Linked DNA regions of Bos taurus: all the other regions are linked to region 2. A link is a contact called in public Hi-C data. All regions are on one chromosome and are shown on one strand. The core of a region is the stretch at or near the end of the contact, and the rest is flanking DNA. Distances in the headings are between cores, read along the strand shown. Region 1 holds the start of SEC23A (SEC23 homolog A, COPII coat complex component). Region 2 holds the start of FBXO33 (F-box protein 33). Region 3 holds the start of TRAPPC6B (trafficking protein particle complex subunit 6B).

Region 1 (4,081 bases), core at 1,307-3,806, 210 kb before region 2:
ATAACTAGATTTGTTTAGAAAAGATTATTTTAAAGCTAAATATAGGAGATGGCTTTGAGAAAAAAAGAAGCATTCAAGAAAAAAATGGCTGTTGAAAGATAATGATAAAACAAAGGTCAAGGATAATCAGAGGGGAGTTAAAAGATGCCAACATTAGTTTTAGCATAGGAAACAGTAAGAGTTTTCCAGCTCTATACGTGAAGCCAGATTTCCTTCATACAGTTCAACCAGACAACATATCAAAACAGCAAGTAGATTCGAAAATCCACCTGTCTTCTATTAAGCCTGGCTCAGCTGGTAAAGAATCCTCCTGCAAAGCAGGAGACCTGGGTTCAATCCCTGGGTTGGGAAGATCCCCTGGAGAAGGGAAAGGCTACCCACTTCAGTGTTCTGGCCTGAAGAATTCCATGTACTGTATAGTCCATGCAGTTGCAAAGAGTAGGACGTACTAAGGGACTTTTTTTTTTTCTTTTCTTTTGTTCTGGATCCTCAATAATGTTTAAGATTATAAAGAGGTCCTGAGAATCACTTCCTTAGGACTCTAGGGCTTAATTTAAAAGCATGGAAGCTGGTAGAGCAGGCTCTATGAAACTTAACGTGAAGACATCTACACACAGCCATTGGCCAGGTTTAAGTTTCTACAAGAGGTAACAAGCCTGGATTGTAACTCGACATCCTTACTTTTTACTGAGACATACTGAGTATCACCTGATTGATATTTAAGTACAATTCCCCTCCTCTTCCTCACTGTTTGTCTCCTCAATCGCTCTGCTCTAAGATCATATTTGTCCTCTAAATCACATCTATTTATTTCTTACATTATCACTTTTCAACAGCAGTCTGAAAAAGTCCCACGTTTTTCTTCTTAATTGGTCCGATTACAGAGACATGCAAAACACCTCCCCAAATTCCCTCACCTTTCCAAGGGAGAAATTAATCTTAAAATCACTCACTCTAGAACCAATCCTGCCAGGCTTGGTCCCATATTCAACAACTGCATATCTGAAATAAAGTCCTTTTGCAAACCAGCTCTTTATGAAATGGCATTATTTGATAAGCATTCTCTCCCCTAGTACTGTCTGTATAAAAGCATAAAACTAAAAAATTTTGATTCAAACACTAAACTAGGATGCAGACAATATACTAGTCATTACATTTTATTAAGTGGTACAAAACATAAAAGACCATTCTAAAGAAACGTCTCCTGTACAGCACAACTTATAATCATTGGGAATGTACTTTCTTATGGTATAACTAAAGTAAAGAAACATTAAGTCACTTTAACCTAGCACATCAGATATATGCCCATTAGCCATTTTATAGGTAGATAAGTGAGAAACATTGTAAATTGCAAGTAAAATTTGAGTTCCTTCCAATCAGATATATCTGTTAATAGACAATTAAATGTGGCTTTCCCACTTTTCTGTCCTAAAATCCTCAAAGTAGTGTCTTCAACTACTTCCCACGACTAGATTTACTATACTGTACAAATAGCTTAACCTCTCTGATCCTCAAATTCTCATCAGTAAAATGAGGGGTTTTGGTTGGAAAACTACAAGGCCCCTTCCAAATCTAAAATTCTGAGCCAATTAAAAATGACTGAACTTCCAAAATGATGTCAGTTAAGACTACTGGAGAAGGCAGAAAAGGAAGACTTAACATACATCTATAATTAAATCTAAAACTTCTTTTAACCAAGTTCACTTGGCTAGTTATCCACTCCTTTGAACGGTGGACCTTGAGGAAGCTCCCGGATTCAACATACTCACTCCAGTGATTACAAGCAGATTTACTATGACTTTTCCCTTCCCACCAAAACGGGAAAACATTTAGGGCCGAATGGAAGTACGGAAGATGGGTCCAATCTTAAAACTCAAGTCTATTTGTAATCAAGGCCCAAGGTGTGAGCTCTACCTGCACTTTTCTCCTTATCCCCTTTAACTCCCAAGGCCAAACTACGAGTGACGAAGTCACGTCGGGCCAAAGTCTAGGGCTCTTCGGATGAGACAAGGAATGAACCAAGAAGCCAAAGTACCCAGAAGCGGCGATGGGGTGGGGTGGGGTGCGGTGGGGAAGGCAGATCGGCCATGAACGGAGGGTGGGGTGCTGCGAGAGATGCCCTAACTGCTGTTTTTCACTCGACTCTATCTTTCAATCCTGATCCGGGGTAGGTGGGTGAGGGAGCCGGGTTCCCAGGCCCTGATAGAACTAAGCAGAGGGGGTGGGTGAGAAGGTCACAAGTTCAGGGCTCAAGGCAGCCCCCGCCGGGCCGGGTCGCAGCCCCTGCGCACCCCCATCTGGCCTGGGGCACCCAGAAGGCAGAGTGGGCACCACCCTCGAGACCCCGGCCCGCGGACCCGCCGCCGACCTTCCCCCGCTTCCCAGTGAGCGCTCGCGGCCCCGAAATCGATCCTTACCACAGTGCCACCACGTACGAGATCTGCGCCTGTTGCAGCCTCTACCTTACAAATCCGTCCCCTCCGCCGAGCGGCAGCGGCCGTGGCACCGCAATCAGGGACCGCGCAGCCCCGCCCCCGGCCTGCGCACAGAACACCGCTGGACCAACATGGCTGGTGCCGCCTCTGCCACGTCAAAGGGAGGGGGAGGGGCGGGGCGGGAGCTGGGGGGCGGGGGCGGGGCCATGCTGGGGCGGGGGCGGGGCCATTCTGGGGGCGGGGCGACCGAGCCGCCGAACCGCAGGGGAGCGAGCGGGACCCCGGCGGAGCCCGGAGGTTGGAGAAGGGGAGGAGAGAGGGGAGGGGGGAAAGGCGGAGACGGAGCTGGAGGGGCGGGGCGACAGTGACAAACCCACCACGACTACCCCGGAGAGGCGCGGAAACCCGGTGGAACTAAAACGCGAGGGTGGGGCTGCGTCGTGGCGATGCGGTCTCCTCTCCCAGGAGTCACGGCGGATCCCACTCCCCGTGGGCCTCCACGATGTACGACCTTCTGTCGCCAGACTCCTCACCTCGTTGAGAGAAACGGAGGTGTTCCCGAGGACATCCTCTCCTCTAGGGCCCTGGTTGATTCCAAGAACAAGCCGCATCTCCCCTGAAAAAGCAAAGTGAGAAGTTCATTCTTTCACTTAGTGCAACAAACATTTACTGAACGTTCGTCTGCTTTGTGCTAGGCACAGTAGCGATGCTGTGATACCGCGTAGGCAAAAAAGGCCAAATATTCGGTCTGGAAGAACTTACATACTATTTATACACTATTGATGTATTCCCAGTTTACCTCCCCTCCTACACTGCCTCTGCCACCTCTCCCCGCTAAACACATACAAACACACACACACACACCCTCTACAATCTTTGGTTGATTCATCTTGATGTGTTTTCTGCTTCTCTTTTCAAGAAAAGAATTGAGCAAAATGGGGAAGACAGAAACTGGCTGGAAAGACACTGAAGCTTGATGGTCCGAGGCAATCCCACCCTTCAGTGAGGAGTTTGTTGACTAAAAAAATAATATAGTCACAACCTTAAAGAAGAGAGGTATTTTATTTGGTGGAAATGTTAAGGACTTTGAGCCCAGAAGCAGCATCTCACTAGACCTGAGAAATCTGCTCCAAGGAGGCAAGAGGGGGAGTCATGCTATATACAAGTTTACAACAAAGTGAGGCAGGCAGTCTGACCATCAAAGATTATTGTGAGGTAAGAGAAAACAACATTCAGAAAACTAAGATCATGGCATCTGGTCCTATCACTTCATGGCAAATAGATGGGGAAACAGTGGAAACACTGGCTGACTTTATTTTGGGGGGCTCCAAAATCACTGCAGATGGTGACTGCGGCCATGAAATTAAAAGACGCTTACTCCTTGGAAGGAAAGTTATGACCAACCTAGACAGCTTATCAAAAAGCAGAGATGTTACTTTGCCAGCAAAGGTCCTTCTAGTCAAGGCTATGGTTTTTCCAGTAGTCATATATGGATGTGAGAGTTGAACTATAAAGAAAGCTAAGTGTCGAAGAATTGATGCTTTTGAACTGTGGTTTTGGAGAAGACTCTTGAGAGTCCCTTGGACTGCAAGGAGATCCAACCGTCCATCCTAAAGGAAATCAGTCCTGAACATCCATTGGAAGTA
Region 2 (3,703 bases), core at 221-2,720:
TGCTACTTTTAGGTGAATCACTGGGGACAAGTTGAGTCTGGAGGTGCAAAAGGGAGGGACCTTCTAATCCTGATGATTAGGCAGTTCCCCGATCCCTTAAAAAAAAACATTTTCTCCTACTCTGTGCCTGGCCTAGTTAAAACCATTTTCGGTAAGAAAATGGCTGTAAAAGATTTCTTTTTTTGCCGGGAGAGTCTCCAACCTATGCGAAACCTGTGGCATACCTACTCCCTCCGCCACCACGAACTATTTTGATCGGATAGGTTCAGAATGAAACAACAACAATAACAACAACAACAAAAAACAGATTAGTTTTCTCCCCAGACTCATTCACAGGCCTCACCCTCCAAGCTTCAGCTCTGTCATCCGTAAAATGAAGAATGACCGCGCCTGTACTCCATCCCACTGCTGCCGAAAGGATGAATGAGACAGTGCCTGGAAGGCGCCAGGAGTGCTGTCTGATAAACACCAAGTCCATTACTGTTTATAAAGTATTAGGATGAGTCCTGTTATGTCCTCCTGCCTCAAGGAAATCGCCGGATTAGAACTGACACCCCCAGTCACCGAAAAAAGCAACGCTGAAGCGGGCGGGGCGTTTCCACACTGAATCTATTTCGAGGTGAGAGGAAGCAGACGACCCTGCGTCCCGGGAAGTGGAGGCGGTGGGGAGGAGGAGGAATGGAGGGGCTGCGAAGAGCCTACCTGTTGTTCCGGATGCTGACTAGCACGCACAGGACCAGCTCTAAGTAGGTGCGCAGCACTTCCAGCCAACGGGTTGAGAGCTGCAGGGCTTCGACTTCTTCCCCGCCAGTCCCGGCGTCCGCGCTGCCTCCTCCATCGCCCGGGCCGCCGCCGCCGCCGCCGCCGCTCAGGTAGTTCTCCGCGGCGAATTCAACACGCAGCTCTCGCACGAACCAGCCGCACTTGCGCATGAGGAATTCGAGCCGTGGCTGCTCCGCGGGCGAGACGCGGAGGCAGATGCGGAGCTGGGGCCAGAGAGCCGGGTAGAAGAGGCACTCGCGCCAGTGCGAGCAGGAGGCCGAGGCCCGGAGCCGGTCGGACGCGGACAGGAAGGAGAAGATGTGCACGATCAGCTCGCTAGGCAGCGACGCGGCGCCTGCCGCCTGCCCGCACAGAGCCATCCGGCCCCGCCGCCGGCTGCCGGTCCCCGGCCGCCCCCGCAGACCCCGGAGCAGCCCCCGCAGCCGTCGCAGCTGCTGCAGCCGCAGCCGCCGCCACCGCGCCACCCGGGCGGCCCCGGCTCGGGTTCGGGCTCCCGGTGGTCGGGGCTGCGGCACTGACAAGAACAACAACATCAATGACAAGGAAGAAGGGGGCGGAACCGTCGTGGGTCTCGGCGGAACCAAGTGCGGCACAACTTGCGGAGAGGGGGAAAGGCCTCTGCAGGGGTGGCCTCCAGATAGCCAGCCTCTGGCCTCTCCAACTTTACTCACGCGCGTCCGAGGCCTGCGCTCCCGAGAACTTAAAAACCCTCCCTTGTACTGGTTAGGAGCCCGGAAGCGGCAGGATTTATTTTAAGGAACCGGGAGCCCTCCCCGCGCCTGGAGGCGGAGGCAGAGCAGTGGTAGGCGCTGAGTTTGACGTCACCGATGGTAGGCGGAGACTGGGCGTGACTGGGCGCGACTTCCGGAAGAAGGGCGCGCCCGCTTGCCGGTAGGAAAGAGAGACGAGGCACGTGATTCCTGACGCACGTAGGCCGGTGGGGCGGGGCGGGAAGCGCTGGCGGTGCCGGCAGATGGGCGCCCTCTCCCGTCTTTCAGAGACCACTCAGTCCAGTCAAGTCTGCAAGTCGGTTATCTTGGGGGCTCTGGCGGTCGAAGTGGCGTTAACTCGCGTTGGTGCGAGAGGTCGCGACGCTTTTCATTATACGCTTCTCTCTTTCTGGGCTGAGGGCTCAGAGCCAGAGTGCTGGCTTGTGTCTTTCCTAGCCGTCCCGCCTGCCCCGAGTGTTGTGGAGAGTTTCTGAGAGAGAGCCCCTGAGAAGGGGAGCGGGCGCTTTCGCGGGCTCACTCGGAGGGGCTGGGTAGGGAGAGGAGCCGCGCGGGCCGGGGCGGCGGCGAAGCCGGACCGAGGTCGTCAGTGGACGCCGCCACCCCTCGGTCGGACCTCGAAGTGGACCTGCGCGCACACCTGGTGTGCGGGGAAGGAATGAGGACAGCGCCACCCTTTGGATTTAGAGAGACAGGCGAAAACAAGGCAAATGAGTTAGATCTGCTGGTTGATAATCGGCGTCTTCTCTGGTCTTCGAGGGAGGAGGCTCCGCGTTCCCTGTTTTGAGGCCCTAGGTGTAAAGAAGCTGGTTGTTACGGTGAAGGTTTTCTTTAGCTTGGCTGCCCTCGCTTGAGAGAGGGATTTTCGAAAGAGTGTCCGTTAACTTCACCACATCTTGAAAAGTAGTAAACTGGTTGTACAGGGCAGTGAAGTCAGAAGGGAATAGGTAATTTTATGTAACAATTGAGGATTGCATTAGTGGGCTGCCGCTTCAGAGCCTTAACTATGATCTTGAAACAGCCTAGTTCTCTTGTAATTAACTTCACGAAACTGTTCTACAAGATATTTTTAGCTCTTTGAGGGCAAAATTCTCCATTCGTGATGCTTTGATGCCTTTTGGTGTCTTGTTGCCTGTGATACTGAGTTGTTACCTCTGAGTTACGTGTCTTTCGGTAGCTGTAAAAACAACAAAAAACCAACAACAAAAAAATGCGTTCCTTCGTGGTAGATCACGTCTCTGAACCTCTTGTCTGCAAGAGATTTTTCTATGTAATTCTTCTTATAATTATGAATGAATTAATGAGCAGTAATGGAAACAGCAATGAATTAGGAAGTTGAGACTTGGATTTGAATTTTTTATTTTTTAAATTCATTGAAATATTTTTAAGTGGACCATGGGTATCTGAATCTCCCACTTGTAAGTACTTCAATATGTATTTCTGAAAACATAATAGTATATTACAAAAATAGTGTTATCACACTTAAGATAACTTCTGTTATCTTCAAGTTTATCTAGTTATCTCCCCAATATTCTTTATAGCCATCTTGTCCAAACCAGGATCCAGTTAAGGACCATGTTTGTTTTTGTTTATATTTCAAAATCTCAATCTAGTCACCCCTACTTTTTTTTTTTTTTTTCTCTGATTAGCTAAGAGGAGGCATATTGTCCTGGAGAATATCTTCCCTTCTGTAATTATTTGACTACTTTCTCTTGGTGTTTAGCTTATAACTCTAGTACCTGAAGTTCTAATAAACCTGGACATTTAATGCTAATGGCTTGATTAGGTTGGTGAAGTCTCCATAAAGCAAAGTAATCTGTGAGGTATGATGTTTTCTGTAAATGTTCAACTTTGCCTTCAACCATTCACTTAATGGCCTTAATAATAATTGATAATTCTTGCCTGAATCATAGTTTTATTATAGGCTTCAAAATGATAATTTGTGTTTTTTTTTTCATTCCATCTACATTTATTAATTTGCATTCTTCCTCTCTATTGGAGAAGCTTTCTGTCATAAACTGGCAGCATTTCATTACCCTGAAATACAGCTTTTATCAGAAAGTCAGAAAAAATGTTTAGTTATTTTTCTTTTATTACCAGTTTTGAAAGTTATATGGCCTCAAAGAGTGACAAATGAGTTTTTCTAGCTTTTTAAAAATTTTTCTAAACATCACATTCTTAGGATTTTTATG
Region 3 (3,839 bases), core at 896-3,395, 150 kb before region 2:
GTGTGAGTTCAGTCTGGGAACTAAGATCCTGCATGCTGCAAGCTGTGGCCTCCCCAAAAAAACAAAGGGATAAAATTTGCTTTATTTCCAATACTCTTCCTGATGTCTTCCTATTAATATCTCTAATGCATAATTAATACCAAAGACTGAACGTATCTCCCCAAAATTCATTTGTTGAAATTCTAACCCTAGATGGTATTAGAAGGTAGGGGCCTTGGGAAATGATTCTGTCTTGAGGGTGGAGCCCTCAAGAAAAGCATTAGTGCCCGTATAAAAGATACCCCAGAGAGCTAGCTAGTCCCCTTCCACCATGTGAGCACACAGCCAAAACACATCTATCTATAAACCAGGAGAAGGCTTTCACCAGACACTGAATTTTCTGGTGTCTTGACTGTACTTCCCAGCCTTCAGAACTGTGAGAAATGAATTTCTGTTGTTTATAAATCATTTTGGCATCTTTGTTACAGCCCCCTAAAACAGAGAGTATCCTGCTTATGGTTCACAAACTGACAGTACCTCTTCCTGGATGTCCTAAGGTGCCACAAATTCAACCAGTCCAAAACAATTCAGTATTTTCACCTCTTCTTTATTCCTTCTCCATCCAACCCAATGGCTCAAGCTAAACACCTGGGGATAATTTTCAATTCTCATTCCTATACCTAATCAACTCTTAAGAGATTCGGCCTCCTATCTCTCAAACCGCTCTCTCCTCTTCTCTTTATCCAGATCTGCATCATCTCCTGCCTGGACTCCTATAATAATGGAGCTTCTCACTACTAAAGGTTCCCTCTCCAGTCCAAAGAATACTTTAATCTTTCTGAAATGCAAATGGACTGTGTCATTCTTTTTAAAAATCGTCCACTGAGAAGGTCCATATTTTTAATCATACAAGGTTCTTTCTAGCTTCAGCTTTCAATACTTTTCACTCTCCACCTATTCAATCTAGACACAGTGAATACTCATATTCACTCACAAATATGTAGGCATATTAAAATACTCTACACCTTTCATTCCACTATGACTTTTCCTTTGCCTAGGATGCTTGTTCTGCCCTTACTTTCTACCCCTCTTTATCAACAGCATTATAAAAACTAGAGCTTCTGACCTGAGCATGACTTTAGAATACTTTATATATGAAATCCTACAACTCCATTATTTCATACCACCCAATACTGTTAATTATTCATTGAACCCACATTCCCCAATGACTGTGAGGCAGGGACTTCATCTTATTAATCTAAGTGTCAGGCCCACAATACACTTCACATATTCTCTAAATGAATCAATTAGTGAATGAAGACTCACATACATTAGAAGTAACCTCCAGAAGAATGGGGCCATTGTTTCCTTCTTCATTACTATATCCCCAGCGTCCAGCTCTGACATATAAAGCACACTAAAATTTTTTACATTGTGTTTCCTAATCATAGTAACACATGCAAAGTTTCCTTTGCTTCGACCTCAAATCTCATTAACCTTCTTTCTCTGAGTTTCCTGGAGTGTTAGAGAGGGTTAGGGATGTGGAGGGAGGGACAGGATTCTCTGGCTAGGAGAGGTCTGTCCAGTGGACAACTGGAAAGTGCTGGAAGTGACACTGGAATTAAGTAGGGGTGCCAAAATCAGCAGTTAACTCTGCAGCAAAGCAGGGCAGGGACAACACATGGAAGGGACGAAACAGAAAATCTGTGGCCTGCTAGACACAGATACGGGACTGGACAAAAAAGTATCATAGAGTAGAAGACACGAAAGAGACAAGAATGCAAGACTGAAGACAGCTGACAGGTTCTAAGGCTTAGGATACCTGAAGGTGGACCAATTTGTCTACACTTCGGGAGGAGACGCGTGGCATGCGATAGGACAGGGGTTGAAGAAAAGAACTGAGTGGAAACAAGGAGTGTCAGGGCGTGTGGCAGCACTCACCACCTCCCCCTGCTCCGCGGACTTGTACACTCCAGACACCATCTCGTTATGCAGAAGCAAAAACAACGCCTCGTCCGCCATTTCCTGCTTATTTTTCCAAGCTCGGGGTTTCGGCTCCCGTTTGGGTCCGGCTTAGGGATTCTGGATAGCGCCCCAAATGCTTGGACAGCTACGCGGCTGGCTCAGTCCGCGGCCGGGCCCAGTCCGCGGCTGGGCCCTCGTTGCTAGGAGACCAGGAATCCACGCAGCTTCCTGAAGGTTGGTAATGGAGCGAGTCTCGTCCCGGGGCGAGCTCACCCCAGGGCCACTCAGCCCTACGGCAGAACGAGAAAGTCTGACAGCAACGGGAACCAAACCCAGCCCGTGGAAACCCGATCCGGCCCCTAGGCCGGGAGGTGAAAAAACAACATCCGGTCCCCTCTACCCCGGCATTCCGCCAGCTCTATGGTCACAGAGTTCCTTGCCTGGGGTGAACCGCTGGCGCCGATAGGAGGAAGGATTTCTCGTGTGCTAAGTGGCGAAGTTGGTAAGATAAGAAAAGGGCTCCCGCAGCCATCTCTGTTAATTTGTTTTGTTAGAACTGACAACAGTGTCTAATAGCTTCATTAAAAGCTTCCACTTCTGCTCTATGTTGCTAAATATGAAAAGTTGTAAGGAGTGAATAAATCATGTTTTCAGGCTATAAATTTTAGATTGGTGATGGACAGGGAAGCCTGACGTGCTGCAGTGCATGCAGAGTCGGATACGACTGAGGACTGAACTGAACTGATACATTTTAGGTATACTGAGAAATTATCCCAAACTGGAGTGGGTTGCCATTTCCTTCTCCAGGGGATCTTCCCGACCCAGGAATTGAACCCGGGTCTCCCGCATTGTAGGCAGACGCTTTACCATGTGAGCCACCAACGAAGTCCAGGTGTAAGATTTAGAGCCATTTTGGCCGCCAGGAAGTTTACTGGGAGTAAGGGACAAGGTGGATGGAGTAAGGAAAGAACAGGGAAATTTTAATCAGAAAATGCAAATAAAAGACTTCAGAAATGCGACGTCACTGTGGGATGGAGTTCATATAAGAATCTATGGTGGATGTGGGACAAACGCTGCAGACGTGCAAATACAAATGTTAGACCATATGCACATTTTAAATTTGGCAAACTTTGGCTTAAACGTGTTGCTGCGCCTATGATTAGTTCTTTTCTTAGTAACAAGAGATTTTATGCCCAATGAATTCATTGCTTCCCTCAAAAGTAACGCTGAGTTTCTCAAATTGTTAACCTTTCAACTCTTCATATCCTTTAATAAAATTTAAGACCATGTACCATAATTGGAATTGAGGTGGGTTTGTTTTGTTTTTAAACATGTCTCTTATAACATTTCAATCGGTTTTTTCAGCCACCACAAAAACAAGCATATGTATCAACAAACCCTTTGAAAATAGACTAATTTTGAAGAGTATTTTGTAATCTTAATCTTGATTTTTCCAGCACTAAATTTCTCATTTGTGAAATCAGGTCCTTTATGTCCAATTGTATTCTCCCTCATCACCACCAGCAAGGTCAAAGATTAGGCAAAAAATTGGTGTCTTACTAAGGTCGATTTCTCAAACCACAATAACAGTGTCTTCAGATATTTTGGAGACTAGAGGGGAAACTAATACTTATTGAGCATTACTAAATGTTGGACGTGGCATTCTACTGATTAACCCCTGTAAATGAGACTTAAATTTCATTTAAGGATGTTAGTAATAGATTCTAAGGAAGTAGGACTAGATCCTACCTTTTTGGCTGACTCGAAAAGCATCTTCCCATGGAAACACTGTTTCACTTTGTAGCACTATTACCACACTCAGGTTCCAAGTACTGCCTACTACACAGGATTGTGATAAGGATCAATGAGACTAAGCATGCTCACAATCAGTTCAG

What was found. A called contact is a pair of places that touch in the nucleus more often than the background predicts.
Region 1: a contact with region 2 is called in a Hi-C map of skeletal muscle, with 5 times the contacts expected there. The contact joins the promoter of SEC23A here to the promoter of FBXO33 in region 2. A contact is called at or near these places in 3 of 11 Hi-C or Micro-C datasets (liver, skeletal muscle and an unstated tissue).
Region 3: a contact with region 2 is called in a Hi-C map of liver, with 2.1 times the contacts expected there. The contact joins the promoter of TRAPPC6B here to the promoter of FBXO33 in region 2. A contact is called at or near these places in 2 of 11 Hi-C or Micro-C datasets (liver and an unstated tissue).

The regions. Positions count from the first base shown.
Region 1 is chr21:49,100,356-49,104,436 of ARS-UCD2.0, forward strand. SEC23A (SEC23 homolog A, COPII coat complex component) reads right to left here and starts at 2,557. Exons shown (of 20, transcript NM_001435085.1): 1 at 2,418-2,557.
Region 2 is chr21:49,308,673-49,312,375 of ARS-UCD2.0, forward strand. It overlaps FBXO33 (F-box protein 33), which reads right to left and starts at 1,471. Exons shown (of 4, transcript NM_001205749.1): 1 at 703-1,471. The coding sequence starts at 1,316. It overlaps LOC104975415 (a long non-coding RNA gene), which reads left to right and starts at 1,370. Exons shown (of 8, transcript XR_009492185.1): 1 at 1,370-2,329.
Region 3 is chr21:49,153,922-49,157,760 of ARS-UCD2.0, forward strand. It overlaps TRAPPC6B (trafficking protein particle complex subunit 6B), which reads right to left and starts at 2,146. Exons shown (of 6, transcript NM_001038134.1): 1 at 1,921-2,146. The coding sequence starts at 2,001.